2 separate regions of the Mus musculus genome follow, and region 1 is linked to region 2. Evidence: chromatin contacts called from public Hi-C data. All regions are on one chromosome and are shown on one strand. The core of a region is the stretch at or near the end of the contact, and the rest is flanking DNA. Distances in the headings are between cores, read along the strand shown.

The links. Hi-C and Micro-C count contacts between places; a contact is called where the count stands out from the background.
Region 1: a contact with region 2 is called in a Hi-C map of liver, with 4 times the contacts expected there. The contact joins the enhancer-like site here to the promoter of Cnot10 in region 2. A contact is called at or near these places in 16 of 39 promoter capture datasets (the 3T3-L1 cell line, 3T3-L1-derived adipocytes, the C10 cell line and 7 more), 9 of 15 datasets of contacts at CTCF or cohesin (CD8 T cells, the G1E-ER4 cell line, the NIH/3T3 cell line and 5 more), 204 of 484 Hi-C or Micro-C datasets (the 63-12 cell line, the AML12 cell line, B cells and 102 more), 31 of 115 datasets of contacts at active chromatin or transcription factors (CD8 T cells, the HPC-7 cell line, PVALB interneurons and 22 more) and 4 of 9 other capture datasets (adipose tissue, embryonic stem cells, embryonic tail and 1 more).

Annotation. Positions count from the first base shown.
Region 1 is chr9:114,711,625-114,718,217 of GRCm38.p6, forward strand. Dync1li1 (dynein cytoplasmic 1 light intermediate chain 1) reads left to right here. Exons shown (of 13, transcript NM_146229.2): 6 at 1,886-1,979; 7 at 3,470-3,605; 8 at 3,976-4,087; 9 at 6,239-6,298. Among named protein-coding and RNA genes, the nearest start is that of Cmtm6, 16 kb to the right of the region's middle. Within about 2 kb of position 5,202, at least 14 of the 459 cell types and tissues checked have an H3K27ac peak or open chromatin away from gene starts, as enhancers often do. A contact at or near this core is called in the N1E-115 cell line, hepatocytes, kidney and 2 more, where this site is marked.
Region 2 is chr9:114,635,289-114,642,792 of GRCm38.p6, forward strand. It overlaps Cnot10 (CCR4-NOT transcription complex, subunit 10), which reads right to left and starts at 4,912. Exons shown (of 20, transcript NM_153585.5): 1 at 4,631-4,912. The coding sequence starts at 4,652. Gm51659 (a long non-coding RNA gene) reads left to right here. Exons shown (of 3, transcript XR_003948085.1): 1 at 1-412; 2 at 1,869-1,958; 3 at 2,102-2,721.

The DNA.
Region 1 (6,593 bases), core at 3,952-6,451, 77 kb after region 2:
TTAAAGGTGTGTGTGCGCCACCACATCCGGCTTATTCCTGGTTTTTATACTGTGGAAAAGGTGCATATAATGAAATGAAGGGTCAAAAGTTTTTCATCTTTAGGATAAAAATGATAAAAAGAAAAATCTAAAGGCATGGCCTAAGTTTTAAATTTTACAAATTATCAGTTACTAAGGAGTGGAGTGGAAGTTTTTAAATAAGTGAAAACTTGGTATCTGCTTTTCCAGTGATGGGATGTAACATGAGGTCTTTTTTGTAGAATGTCACATACCTATCGTCTGTGTGCTCTTCCACAGCTGCTTATCAGCAACCTTGTCAGGGTTTTAAAGCCACAATTTGGTTTATAAAAAACAATTCTGAGCCAGGCATGGTGGCGCACGCCTTTAATCCCACTACTTCGAGGCAGAGGCAGGTGGATTTCTGAGTTTGAGGCCAGCCTGGTCTACAGAGTGAGTTTCAGGACAGAGAAACCCTGTCTTGAAAAACCAAAAAAACAAAACAAAACAAAAACCCAAACCCAATTCTGTATTTAAAGGAAAGCATTAAATTTAAGGGGACCCAAGTCTTTAACAAACGAATCATAGATTAATAAAATTTGATGGTATATGCTTTTAAACCCAGTATGCAGAAGACAGAGGCAGGCTGTGGGTTCAAGGCCAGCCTGGTCTACACAGTGAGTTCTAAAACAACCAGGGCTCCTCAGAGAAACCCTGTCCATGGGGTGGGGGGCAGAGTTAACTGAAATTACTATCTGGACCTAACATGCCAAAAACAGTCTCCCTGAATCCCGTTCAGTCTTAATAGGTGGTGGTGGTGATGGTGATCACATTTACTTTGCGTGTGTGTGAGCTTTTCTATAGTAACTGTGGAAGTCAGAGGACAATTTGTGAGCAGCAGGCTCTCCCTCCACTCTTTAGGACCTGGGATAGAATACAAATGTCAGGCTTCTTGGCAGGTGCCAGCCACTGAGCCACTTCACTACTGTCATTCTTTAAACTGATGTCGTTGTCAAACTGCCGACCCTTTGAGGACACACACTCTTGGGGCTCTAATACTTTTTGTTTTGTTTCCTTTTCCTTCACATTCTCTACTTTTTTCTAGCGCTTATACACTAAAGCACACCTGATGGTGTTTTAAGATTTTATGAGATACAGTGCCTACCAAGCCCAGCTCAGTTACCCCTTTATATGGAGTGAGAGGATGCTGGGAATTAAACCCAGGAGCTCACACATACTTGACCGCTGAGCTACATCCTCAGTCCTTCATTGAGGTTAAGACTCTAGTAAACTGCCATACCTTACCAAATAGTCCAGGCAGTCAGCAGTACAATGTGGTGTCTTTGATCATTTGAGATATTGCTCAGTGTTCTATAAAATGAGCAAGCAGATGTTTGTGCTTATATAGGAAGACTGTTCTATAATGTGTGTATAACAAATCTGTATATGACATTTGACCCCAGACTAATGTTGCATAGAATAATTAACAGTATAAATGCTTATCTTTTTATATTCTACATCTTCAGTTTGGAAGGGTTGCAGTGAAGATTACATGGATGTCATCGTATTGTCCTCAGTGTGTCTCTGCAGCAAGGCAGAGCTGCTCCTACACACGTGGGGGCCTTTGACAGCCAGCCTCTCGATGTTATGGTGGGGCCAGGTGGAAGGGAGAGTTCTACCATGTTCTGTAGAGCTGGCATGGGTTGGAAGGCCAGCACTGTCCAGGATGTTGATATTGCAGGTCCTGCTCGGCTGTTGTCATACTGGTGACTTGTTACGTTCTGCTGTCAACAGCTGAAGTGTTTGGTTGTTTACATCGTCCTATTGGACTGCAGTGTTTAAATTCAAGCTGCTGTAATGCCATCCAATGACTGCTTTATCTCCACAGTGTGATGCCATTAGTGTATTGGAGAAAGAGCATGACTACAGAGATGAACACTTCGATTTTATCCAGTCTCACATCCGCAAGTTCTGTTTACAGTGTATCCTTTAACAGAGCGCCCTACCAAGCAAAACAGTTACGATGGACTTACAGGAATTCTGTGACCCTGGTTCTACCCCTCCCGTTTGCCAGGTCACTCATGCGTGGCGTTCTAGGTTTGTTCTGTTCTCTCTCTGCTCTTTTGAAACTTGGTAGATGGAGATGGGGGTAAAGGGAGAAAACAGATTTATTCAAGCCCAGTTCTGAAGAGATTTTCTCTCTCAAATCTTCACTTTGGGAGAAGGACTCAGGGGTACACAGGGCTTATGGGACACATAGGCATCCAGTGAGAGAATGAGCAAGAAACTCCCAGACTGAGTGGAGGCTGGCTTGTTTTTCTCTGGAGTTTTGGTGTGTGGGTGTTTTCTTTTGAGACAGACTGTGTAGCTTAGTCTAGCCTAGAACCTCCTGTTTCTGCCTCCCCAAGGATTGGGATTCTAGGCTGCACCTCTACACTGAGCTCTGGGTAGGACCTTTTCAGAGTGGACATCTCCCTTTTGAAAACCATCGGGGTTAGCATCTACATTTATTTTTTAAACAGACACATTGTTGTTTTGAAGTCAGTTCATATGAGTTGAAGAGAAGAGAGGCATTACAGAAGTCTCTTTTTGTTTATAGTAGCACACTAAGGGATGGGTCGCTAAACATTTGGGGAGCAGATTGGGAGGAGGGGTACAAGTAACGGCCCTTGGCTGCTCTGTTAAAGTGTGAGGGCAAGGATTTAAATATTAATATTAATTTGCCATGTTTAAAGAATCGTGCTTAAGAAAAAGGATTATCAGGTTGTGATGGTTTGAATGAACCTGTCCCACAAACTCATGTGTTTGAACTCTTGGCTCCCAGTTGGCCGTGCTGCAGCATGAGGGTTAGATGGCATGGCCATGTTGGAGGGCATGTGTCACTCACTGGAGATGGCCTTTTGCAGGGTACAACCTGTAAGCTAAACACTTAGAGATTGACACAGGAGGCCCCTTTTAAATTACTATTTCGAATCTCTCTAAGGGTTTGTTAGTTTATATTGGCAATAAACTTAGTGGTTTTTAAAAAAAAAAAAAAATAAATAAATAAATTACTATTTCATTTTTCAAGGCATTGTTTCTTTATATGGCCCTGCTGTTCTGGAACTTGCTCTGTAGACCAGGCTGGTCTCGAACTCAGAGATCCATCTGTCTCTGCCTCCCACGTGCTGGGACTAAAGGCGTGCGCCACCCCTGCCTGGCTGGGAGTCTTTTTTGGAGACAGGATCACGTGTACCACAGCCTAGCCTCACTCACACTCTGTCTGCTGAAGTTGATGTTGAACTTGTGATCCTCCTGCTTCTCCCTGCCGAGTGCTGGGCGACTAAGAACTTCTGGCTAACTATGTCATCACATTACACACCCTGGATGCTTCCTCCTAAGCACCGTGCATATATACACGCATGTCACGCTGAAAATGTGGTCTCTGATGCCTTTATGAGTTTCATACTGTTTTCCTTAATTAGATGGTTAGATGGCGCAGCGCTGATTTACACTTCAGTAAAAGAGAACAAGAACATAGACTTAGTTTATAAATACATCGTCCAGAAGCTGTACGGGTTCCCGTACAAGATCCCTGCGGTGGTGGTGGAGAAGGACGCAGTGTTTATGTGAGTGCTCAAAGTGTAGTCCATCCTGCATTGCTGCTCAGTGTCTGCCTTTGCCCTTGAGATGGCACTGGACACCTGGGGCATGGGGATGGTTTGTTGCTCAGCTGTTACAGTAAATGATGACCAAATATGGAATGTGGGCTTGGTTTTACATTATTTCAGGGGGGGGGGCTGGTAGAGAGCTTCCCCAGCTAGCATGCTGCTCTCTGGGGCTGTGGCTCAGTGGTAGGACACCCCACAGCATGCAGAGAGGAGCCGTAAGCGCTGTACCTAGTGCTCTGCTCCCTCAGCTCCCAAAACAATGATCTATGGGTTAAATGGAAAAGTGATGCTGTAAATGTCTGATAGTTTTATGTGCATTTCTCTCCAGTCCAGCAGGGTGGGATAATGATAAGAAAATAGGAATATTACATGAAAATTTTCAGACTTTGAAAGTAGAAGATAATTTTGAAGACATCATAACCAAACCTCCTGTCAGAAAGGTAAGTCTTAAAATGGCCTTAATATCTAGACTTAAGCTAAGAGGAGGGCAGTCTGTGATGTAAAGGGCACAGGGAGAAGACGTTCTCATCGCTGTCAGAAGAGTTGCTCAGTGGCTCTCACACACACCTGTCCCAGCAAACATCAGGCGACTACTCAGTCCCCAGCCTTGGGCCTTGCACGTCCATCTTTGCAGACACTAGCACTGACTCCATTCCTAACACACTTTGGAAACCACAGCGTAGCATGAGTGAGCATGGAGACCCTGAGCAGTTAGAATGGATGGAAGCTGTGGACTTGAGAGACTACAGCTTTTCCCAGAGCAAGAAAGCATCACAAGAGTTTTCTCCTCTCTCCCATCGAGCCTTATTGTGGATCTTGACCGTAGTCGCTGGTCACCTGTATTGGCTCATAGCCATCTAAAACATTCTCATTTTGCTTTAGTCTTGGCTAAGGTTTTATGACTGTTAAATAAGGTTCTTATGTGTGTATTATGACTTTGTATTAAGCTGCATATACATAATGTTCACTAGATAAATACAGATATAGCTGTTTCTGAAAGTGACATGAGTATTTATGTGTAATCCTTCTCAGAGACTTAGCCCAGCATTTTCAGAAAGAATAATCCTGATGTAGTAGATATGGTGAGTCTTGTTGAACTGAAGTGTTTGCACTGTCGGCGTCTGTCTTCTGCGTGGGGGTTGTCAGTGGCGAGGAAAGCTAGCTCAGTGACAAGTCAGTCAGCGTGCTAGTTTGTTTAGATAGCTAGTAAAGAAATACATACTTCAAAAAGAGGAAACCGTACAAAAATGTTGCCCTCCCCTTTTACTTGTGTAGGCTTGTGTGTTGGTGTTGTGTATGTACACAGGAGCACAGTAGCCTTCAGAGCTCAGGAGAGGCCACTGGATCCTCTGGAGCTGAGTTACAGGGAGCTGTGAGCTCCACAATGCTGGTGTTGGAAACCATACTCAGGTCCTTTGCAAGATCCATGCACATTCTTAACAGCTGAGCCATCTCCGGTCCCCGCTCTTCCCAGCCAGATTAAGCTTTACGGTGCCCTTTCTTTCATTCGTTGCACTTAGCACTTTGTTCGGGTACAAAGTGCCAGCTAGGAAGGAGGAGGCTGTGCGTACAGTAATACGCTGACCCATAGCTGGGCCTGCTGCTACGCCCCTATGACCCCGGCCCTTTGGAAGAACAGCTGGGAGGCTCGCCACGTGTTTGAGGTCAGACATAATGAGTTCCAAGCCAGCCTGGACTGCAGAGTGAGATCCTATCTTAAAACAATGACACAAGCTCTAATTCATAGGTCATCCGTCAAGTGGTAGTGAATTTTCAGCTGTGGAAATAAGCAGGATGTGGAGGCAGACTAAGAAGATGGGGCCCTAGGGCAGCTTTTATAGGAGTGGCCACTCTGAGAGGAAGGGGAGTGTCAGAGCCGGGCTGCGGGCTGGGCTGCGACTTAGTGGTACCACTCTTGTAGTGTGTGAAGTTCCAGGTCCCCCTCCCCCCAGTAGCACACAAAGAGAAGAGACTGTTGTGAAGGGGAAGGTCTGAAAGTGTGCGTGCTCCAGTGAAGGAGTCCATAGAAGACAGACGCTGACGAGAGCTGAGAGGGGGCTGGCGGGGAGGTGAGGGGCTGAGTTACGACCCTGGGGGCTTTTTCTAGGCTGCAGTGAGATGGGCACCGATTGTGGAATTGGAACAGAGGATTGCTGTAAAGTGACTTAACCTTTGAGAGGCTCACAGCCCTTCTAGGGGAAGTGAACCGCTCATCTGTGTGGTGCTTGCCCTTTCTTCTTACGCAGCTGGTAGAAGAGCATTTTGTTTTTATTTCAGGGGAACCAGGGACATGTGGCATTCACTGAGATATTCCTAACTCATTTAGAACACTCCATTGCTGGATACCAAATCGAATAGGCGTGGCTGAAAGTCCTGTGGCTCTAGGGTTGAGTGTTCAATGAGTGATCATGAGTAGCTTTCAATGTAAAGCTAATAAAATCACGCAGCCACACTAGGGTGTGGCTTACATCTGTAGTGGTGAAGTTCTAGTTCTCGAACTGTCCTTCGTTAGTCTAAGCCATACCTTCAGGGATTGGAGGTGTTAGAAAATGTGTTCAGTGCACTCATGGCTTCCATCTTACTCCTTTCAGTTCGTGCATGAGAAGGAGATCATGGCAGAAGATGACCAAGTGTTTCTGATGAAGCTACAGGTAGGAAGCTACATTACAGGCAGTTTTAGTGGGATTCAGTGTGCAAAGATGCTTACAATTGCCTTCAAGCCCTATGATACTTATATAACTATCATATACTTACATTTTTATTACATATGCATCTGTTTGGTGTGTTTGAGGTGAGAGTGAAATGTGCATGTAAGCCACAGCTCCTGTATTGTCCTCAGGCCACCAGGAAAGATGACAAATGTCTACCCCTTTAACCATCATGCCAAGATGGCTTTTAACTGTTAAACAATTAAATCAGTTATATTTTAGATTTAGTTCATGTGTA
Region 2 (7,504 bases), core at 3,662-6,161:
TTCGCACATAATCCCACAGTGCATCTCCATTGGCGATGGGGAGCGGGTCCGACCGCCCCTCCAGAGGCTTCAGGTCCCTCCTGCCCTGGCCTAGTGGACATGGGGGACACAGGCCAACGGAGCTCTCGGATGTGCAAACCCTGACACTCTTTAAACTGAAAGACTTCATTTCTAACAACAGTAACAACACCACACACGCGTACGCACACACCCCACCCCTATAGATTTCAACTACACAGAAAAGAAACATAACATCTCTTCCAAACTGAAGGTCAGTTAACTGAAAGCACGGACATATTCCAACACAGAATGTTAACACTGCAAAGCTGACTGGAGGATGACTACAAACTGTGCTGTGCAAACACAGTCCCAGGGACAGACAGGGAAAGACTGAAAACACTATGCTGAAAGGGTAAGATAGACAGACACAAAATAGCAATGCCTTGGCAAGGCAGAGTTTAAACAATGTCTTTTCCTTTTGTTTTGTTTGGGTTTTAAAACAGGCTCTCGGGCTGGAGAGATGGCTCAGCGGTTAAGAGCACTGACTGCTCTTCCAGAGGTCCTGAGTTCAATTCCCAGCAACCACATGGTGGCTCACAACCATCTGTAATGGGATCTGATGCTCTCTTCTGGTGTGTCTGAAGACAACTATGGTGTACTCCTACACATAAAATAAATAAATATATTAAAAAAAAAAAACAGGCTCTCAAGTAGCCCAGGCTAGCCTCAAACTCACTATGTAGCCAAGGATTAACCTGAAGGTTCTTTTCCCTCAACCTTCCAGGCATTGACATGACAGCCCTCACTGAAGTTACCAGGGAGCTCTTAGGACAGCTCAGATGTGGTTTCTACCACCCCCCAAAAAAAAGCCAAACCCCACCAGCCTGGTCTACAAAGTGAGTTCCAGGACAGCCAGGGCTATACAGAGAAACCCCTGTTTCAAAAAACCAAAAAAAAAAAAAAAAAAAAAAAAAGGGCTGAGAAGACGGTTCTGTGGGCACAAGTGCGTGCTCTGCAAGTGTGACAATGTGAGTTTGACTCTCCAGACCCACATCAAAGCTGGGAACAGCTGCACAGGCTGTAACCAACCAGGATGAAGACAGAAGGGTGCCAGGAGAACCCAACCAGGATAGAGACAGAAGGGTGCCAGGAGAACCCAACCAAGGCAGAGACAGAAGGGTGCCAGGAGAACCCAACCAAGGCGGAGACAGAAGGGTGCCAGGAGAACCCAACCAGGACGGAGACAGAAGGGTGCCAGGAGCTCAGTGCCCAGCTGGCCAGCATAGCAAAGAGTTTGCTTCTGGGTCACTGAAGGATCCTATATCAAGAGAATAAGACAGTAGATGTGTCCTTTCCTGGCCTCCATACAACTCATGTGCATGTACCACACACTCACAACACACATGGACACAACCCCCAAGAGACAGAGACAGATGAGAGAGAGAGAGAGAGAGAGAGAGAGAGAGAAATAAACACACTGTTATATTCTATAGTTCTAATCCCTCAAACAAGAGGAGTTGGAAAAAATGGGAGTCCACGAGTTCCAGAGACTAAAGCAAGGCACTGTCTGTCCTCGGAGCAGCTGAGCACAGTGGCACATGGAGGCTGGGACACTGAATTGAAGGCCCACTTTGAATACTAATAAGCACATGGCAAGCCCCACCTCCATTCTGCTCTTTGGCTTCTTTCTCTGTTTGGTTTTGTTGAGGCAGGTCTCAGTCTATCTCCCAGAAAGGCCTGGAATTCAATTTCCCAGATTGACCTTGTGGGTCCTTCTCCTGACTCAACTCCCAGGTGCTGGGATGGCAGGCGTGTGTCACCACAGCCTGCTGACTTCTGTTTGATCACTGGATCTCTCTCACACACAGGCATTCCTGCCTCCTGTCATGTATCACAGGGCTTCACCAAAGGCTGAAATGCTGCCATTTGCTCTTGGACACTTAGCATCCATTAACAAGGTAAATTGGGCGTAATGACACATATCTGTGACCCCAGCACCTCGGGAGGCTGAGGCGGGAGGCTGAGGCGGGAAGATCCGAGCTTAGGATCCTGCTGATCAATTGCCAAGGAGACACACAAGGACTCTGTTCCTCCCTTTTAGATGCCCTTGAACAACCGGAAGAAGAAAGCAGGAGGAAGCAACACAGACAAATCCTCTCCCCGTGTGCTACTTTCAAAAACTGCTTCCAGAGGCTGTTTTTCCAGAGGGGGCCATGGTGAGGCCCCTTAAAAAAACTCCCACAGGAAGTGATTGCCACGGCTTCTCAGAGCCCATGGTGGATCAAGAGCAGGGATGGAATACACTGTGTCTCCCCTTCACTTCCTGGACCCTGGGCTGGCACTTTCCAAATAAGTTTAACATGTCTCTTCTGCCTCTTTCACCACTACCATAAGAAACACTGGCTGGTGCTGTTTACTTGCGTGTGCGTGTGTCAGAGACAACCTGGAGAAGGCAGTTTTCTCTGCATGAGTCCTGGGGATGGACTCAGGTGTCAGGCTTGAAAGAAAACACCTTTACCCACTGAGTAAAGTGCTGATAAAGTACTACTCGGGTGGTAGTGGTGCTGGCAGCTGGGTCAGCACACGCTTTGATGCCAGCCTTCTGAGGTAGAGGCAGAGGCAGAGGCAGGTGGATTTCCTGCTTTTGAGGCCAACCTGGTCTACAGAGGGAGTTCAAGGACAGACAGGGGCAACACAGAGAAATCTTGTCTCGAAAAAAAACCTAAAAAAAAAAAAAAGAAAAGAAAACAAAACAAAACAAAAAGAAAAGTGTAAGAGAGCAACTACGAGGACCCAACAGCCAGAACCATGCCACTTAACCCAGCAGAGGTCCAGAGTGCAGGTCCTCAGAGGCAGGCTGTCTTACACTCACTTCATCATCTGAAGGATGCCTGCACAGTGTCTTTGTGAAGGAAGGAAGCAAGCAGTGAAGGAACGCCACGTGACTGAGGTGCAACTCAAGCCGGGCAGTCCTGGATCTGGTGAGACGCTTCCCGGGAAATGATTCCAGAAGCAGCACTGTTTTGATTAACAAGGACAGTCCCGGTCCCGTCTAGACCCGGGCAGGCAATTGGCACCCTTCTTGCATCCCACACCAACAGGATCACCCCTTCACTTTATTCAGATCTGTGCTCAATACTATCCCAGCAGGAGCTGGATCAGCAGGGGCTCGGTGGGTAAAGATACTTGCGCCCTGATGATTGGATTTGATCCTTGAAAGCCAAGACATGCAAATCACCTTGGTGCTCAGTGATTAAAAGCACACACTGCTCTTCAGAGGGCCTGAGTTTGATTCCCAGCACCCACAACTACCTGTAACTCCAGCTCTGCGTGACCCAACTCCTCGGACAGCATCTTCAGGCATTTGTCCTCACGTGCATACACCCAAAGTTAAAAATAACTTTAAAAAAGGAATCACCTCACAATAGATTTTCTCTGATCACCTAGCTAAAATTCTATGGCAGTGGGTATAATGGCACACAACTTTAATTTAGCACTCAGGAGGCTTTATGTCTAGTGAGTTTGAGAATAGCCTGGTCTATATAGCGAGCTCCAGGACAGCCAAGGCTACATACATAGTGAGACCCTGCCTCAATCAATCAATCAATCAATCAACCAATCAATTCCGCCCCACTCTCTAAACATTACTTTCTTCAAAGAAATATAGCAGACTTTCCAGGTAATAAATGGGCTCTCATAATTCCCTAATGGGAAAAATTCCTGATGGAGTACCACAGAAAACCACAGAAATTAAGAACTTTATCTTGGGACTGGAGAGATAACTCAGCGGTTAAGAGCACTGACTACACTTCCGTAGGTCCTGAGTTCAAAATCCCAGCAACCACATGGTGGCTCACAACCATCCTTAATGAGATCTGATGCCCTCTTCTGGGGTGTCTGAAAAACAGCTACAGTGTACATACATATAATGAATAAATAAATAAATAACTTAAAAAAAAAAAGAACTTAATCTTGGGGCTGGAAAGGTGATGGCTCAGCGGTTAACAGCACTCGCTGCTCTTGCCGAGGACCAAGACTGGGTTCCCAGCACCCACAAGTGGTGGCCCACAACTGTGTAACTCCAGCTCCAGTAGACGCAATGTCCTCTTCTAGTCTCGGCAGGCACCTGCACTCACACACATAATTAAGACTTTTAAAAAGGAATCTCGAGGAGCTCGGGAAAAATCAGATGAGGAACAAGGTAAGTGAGAGCAGGCAGGAGACACAGTGAAACGTCACGCCTCTTTAGACAGTTTTCAGAATGACTCCACTGGACACGCTGACCAGAGGGAACTTTTTCAGTGGCTGAGCCTGGGGGGGCCTTACGGCAACCGTGCGTGCTCGGATAGACTTTCCCTTAAAGCGTCTGGACAGCGGCGTGACAAATTCAAGCTTCCTGCGCCAGAATTAACTTGGAGAGCAAGGCAAATGCAGTGCAATCAAGATGGGGTGCAGTAGAATCAAGATGTGTCACAGCAGAAAATCCACTGGACTCACAGTAGAGACAGCTGAGAAGAGTGAAGGGCACAAGTACCCAAGCGAAGTCAAGTGGCCCTCGGGTCCCCCACGCGGGCCCTGCCGTCCCCGCGCGCAGTGTGTCAGCCCCTGGGTCGCGGCGCGGGCGCCTCACCTGCAGGCTTGTCTGCAGCCATCTTCCCGCCTCGGCTCGAGTTCCTCCCTGTAGGTGGCGTGGCCCCGACTCCCGCCGCCGGGCTGGTGGTGAGTCCTACCGGCGGGGGACAACTCTTCAGCTCAAGCCCGCTCCAGTCGCCTCGGCTAAGGTCCTGGGCGGGCCACGGGCTGAGGAAGTGACGAAGTTACTGCTCGTCGTCTAGCAACAGCGCCAACACATCCGCCGGTGCAGGGCTGTTTTCCCCGCCATCCACAGCTTCCGTCCCGTAGCGGCCAAGGGAGACGCTACTTCCGGGGCGGGGCCAGCTGGGCGTGGGAATTAGGGCTGGCCTCGGCCCCGGAAGCGCGTCCTTCTGCAAACCCGGAAGTACACTAGTGTAGGTCCTGAGTGAAACACAGAAGGGGAAGGACTTTTTGTTCCGCATTTCAGCAAAATGGCAGGCACCACACCTGAGGTTTATGTGCTAAGCTCTGAGTCTCATAGGGGCTGTTTTTCCATAACAATGAGGATGAGAGAAGTGTTGTTAGAGGAGGCCACCTCCCCCAGAAAAAAGGCTTTTTTTTTTTTCAAAGTTTCAGAGCTGTTTTGTTATTTGTAGCCAAGTTGAAAAAGCCATTCAGACTGCATTATGCATGCGGTTTCTCTGATTGCGAGTCATGCAACCATTAACTTACTATGGTAGGTCGGTCTAAGACAAAAGCTTGATGCATCACGATTACTAAGCACAATGATTTAGATTCAAGTTCAAATCCTCTGCAAAAACAATACCCACTCTTCAACTACCCAGCTCCCAACTATCTCATCTCTAGCCCATATCGTGACAAATTTTTGTTTGTTTGTTTGTTTAATTTTTTGAGACAGAATCTCACTATGTATCCCTATCTGGCAGTCTTTGTGGCAAAGGCTTTAACCCTGAACTGGTTCTGGTTTTGCTCAATGACCATAGCCTTGGGTTCCAGAAGCACCTACTCCATTCTTCCTTTCCCTTCTAGAGAACAAACAGCATTTATAATAACAGAGGTTCATTTCACGGAGAGAAACAGACATTAAAAGCATTTGTGTTAGACTTTTTGCTTCTGTGATAAATACCCTAGAGGAGAATTTAAATGAGGAAGGATGGATTTTTTGCCTCGTGTATCAGAGTTTTCAGTCCCAGGTCACTTGGTTCCATTGTTTTTGGACCATTAGTGAAGCAGTGCATTGTGCCAGGGCACAAGTGACAGAGTAAAGTTGTTGCCTTCCTGGTGCTAGAAGCAGAGGAAGCTGGGAGAAGAAATAGTCTCCAAGGGCACATGCAACTGAGATACTTAGCCCCACTGGGCCGCACCTCCTTAATTTCCATTACTTCCTAATGATGCACCAAATTACGAATCTGCAAGTGGATGAATCCAAGGATAGCTCCAAACTGTTGGAATCCTATTATCACTCTCAAGGACTGGGGGCCGGGCCTCCTATATGCAGGCTTTTGAGGGAGAGGAACTTCATATATAAATGACAACAGCACTGAATTGTAAAGTGACCCAAATGGTGCTTTGATGGGAGCATAGTTAAGTATGTAAATAAATAAATCACATGGAGCTATTTATTTGGTTTACATTTTTCTATTTTCTGTGTAGCTTACCTTAGAGATCTGCCTGTTTCTGCCTCCCGAGTGTTGGATTAAAGGCTGCACCATCACACCAGGTACTCCTCATAAGACTTTGAAATTTTTATTTTTATTTTAAAAAATAAGCCAATTACCAGCAGAATAGATCAGAGGGTAAATGCCTGCCACTAAGCCTGATGACCTGAATTTGATTTGCAGAAGTTAAATGGTAGTAGGAAAGAAATGGCTTCCACAGGATTCAATAGATTTCAAAATCAGATTTCTATTCTAAGGCCAATCAGGGATATAAGCAAGATCAGACTCTGCCTGAAGAAAAAAGTCATGAAATATTTTATTAAAATATTTACAGTGGTTCCTGGTTTTAAAGCTAGTCCTTTGCTGGTGTAAATCTTGAGCAAAAAATTTAGAGGTCAGATGTACACATGCATAATATTCCAGCCTCAGCTGGTAGAGGCAGGAGAATTTTGAATTTGAGAGCAAACTAGACTGGAAACAAGATCTTATCTCAAGTTTAATTTAATTTTATTTATTTATTATTTTTTAAAGATTTATTTATTTATTATTTTTTAAAGATTTATTTATTTATTATATATTAAGTACGCTGTCGCTTTCTTCAGACACACCAGAAGAGGGCATCGGATCCCATTACAGATGGTTGTGAGCCACCATGTGGTTGCTGGGAATTGAACTGGGAAACTCTGAAAGAGCAGTCAGTGCTCTTACCCGCTGAGCCATCTCTCCAGTCCCAGTTATTGTTAATCTTACAGTTTAAAGACATTGCTATGGAAATCATTCTTGAGCATCTACAGAGCTAAGGGCCATTTGTTAAGATACAAACAATGGAGAGGATTTTAGCTGTATGACAACATCATCATTAAAATTTTATTGTAGGGATGGCAAGATGCCTCCGAGGGTAAGAGCACTGACTGCTCTTCCGAAGGTCCTGAGTTCAAATCCCAGCAACCACATGGTCGCTCAAAACCATCTGTAATGAGATCTGATGCCTCTTTCTGGTGTGTCTGAAGACAGCTACAGTGTACTTATATATAATAAATAAATAAAACTTTAAAAATAAATTTAAGGCTGGGTGTGGTGGTGCACGCCTTTAATCTCAGCACTCCGGAGGCAGAGGCAGGCGGATTTCTGAGTTCAAGGCCAGCCTGGTCTACAAAGTGAGTTCCAGGACAGCCAGGGCTACACAGAGAAACCCTGTCTCGAAAAACCAATAAACAAACAAACAAACAAACATAAATGTAAAAAAGAGA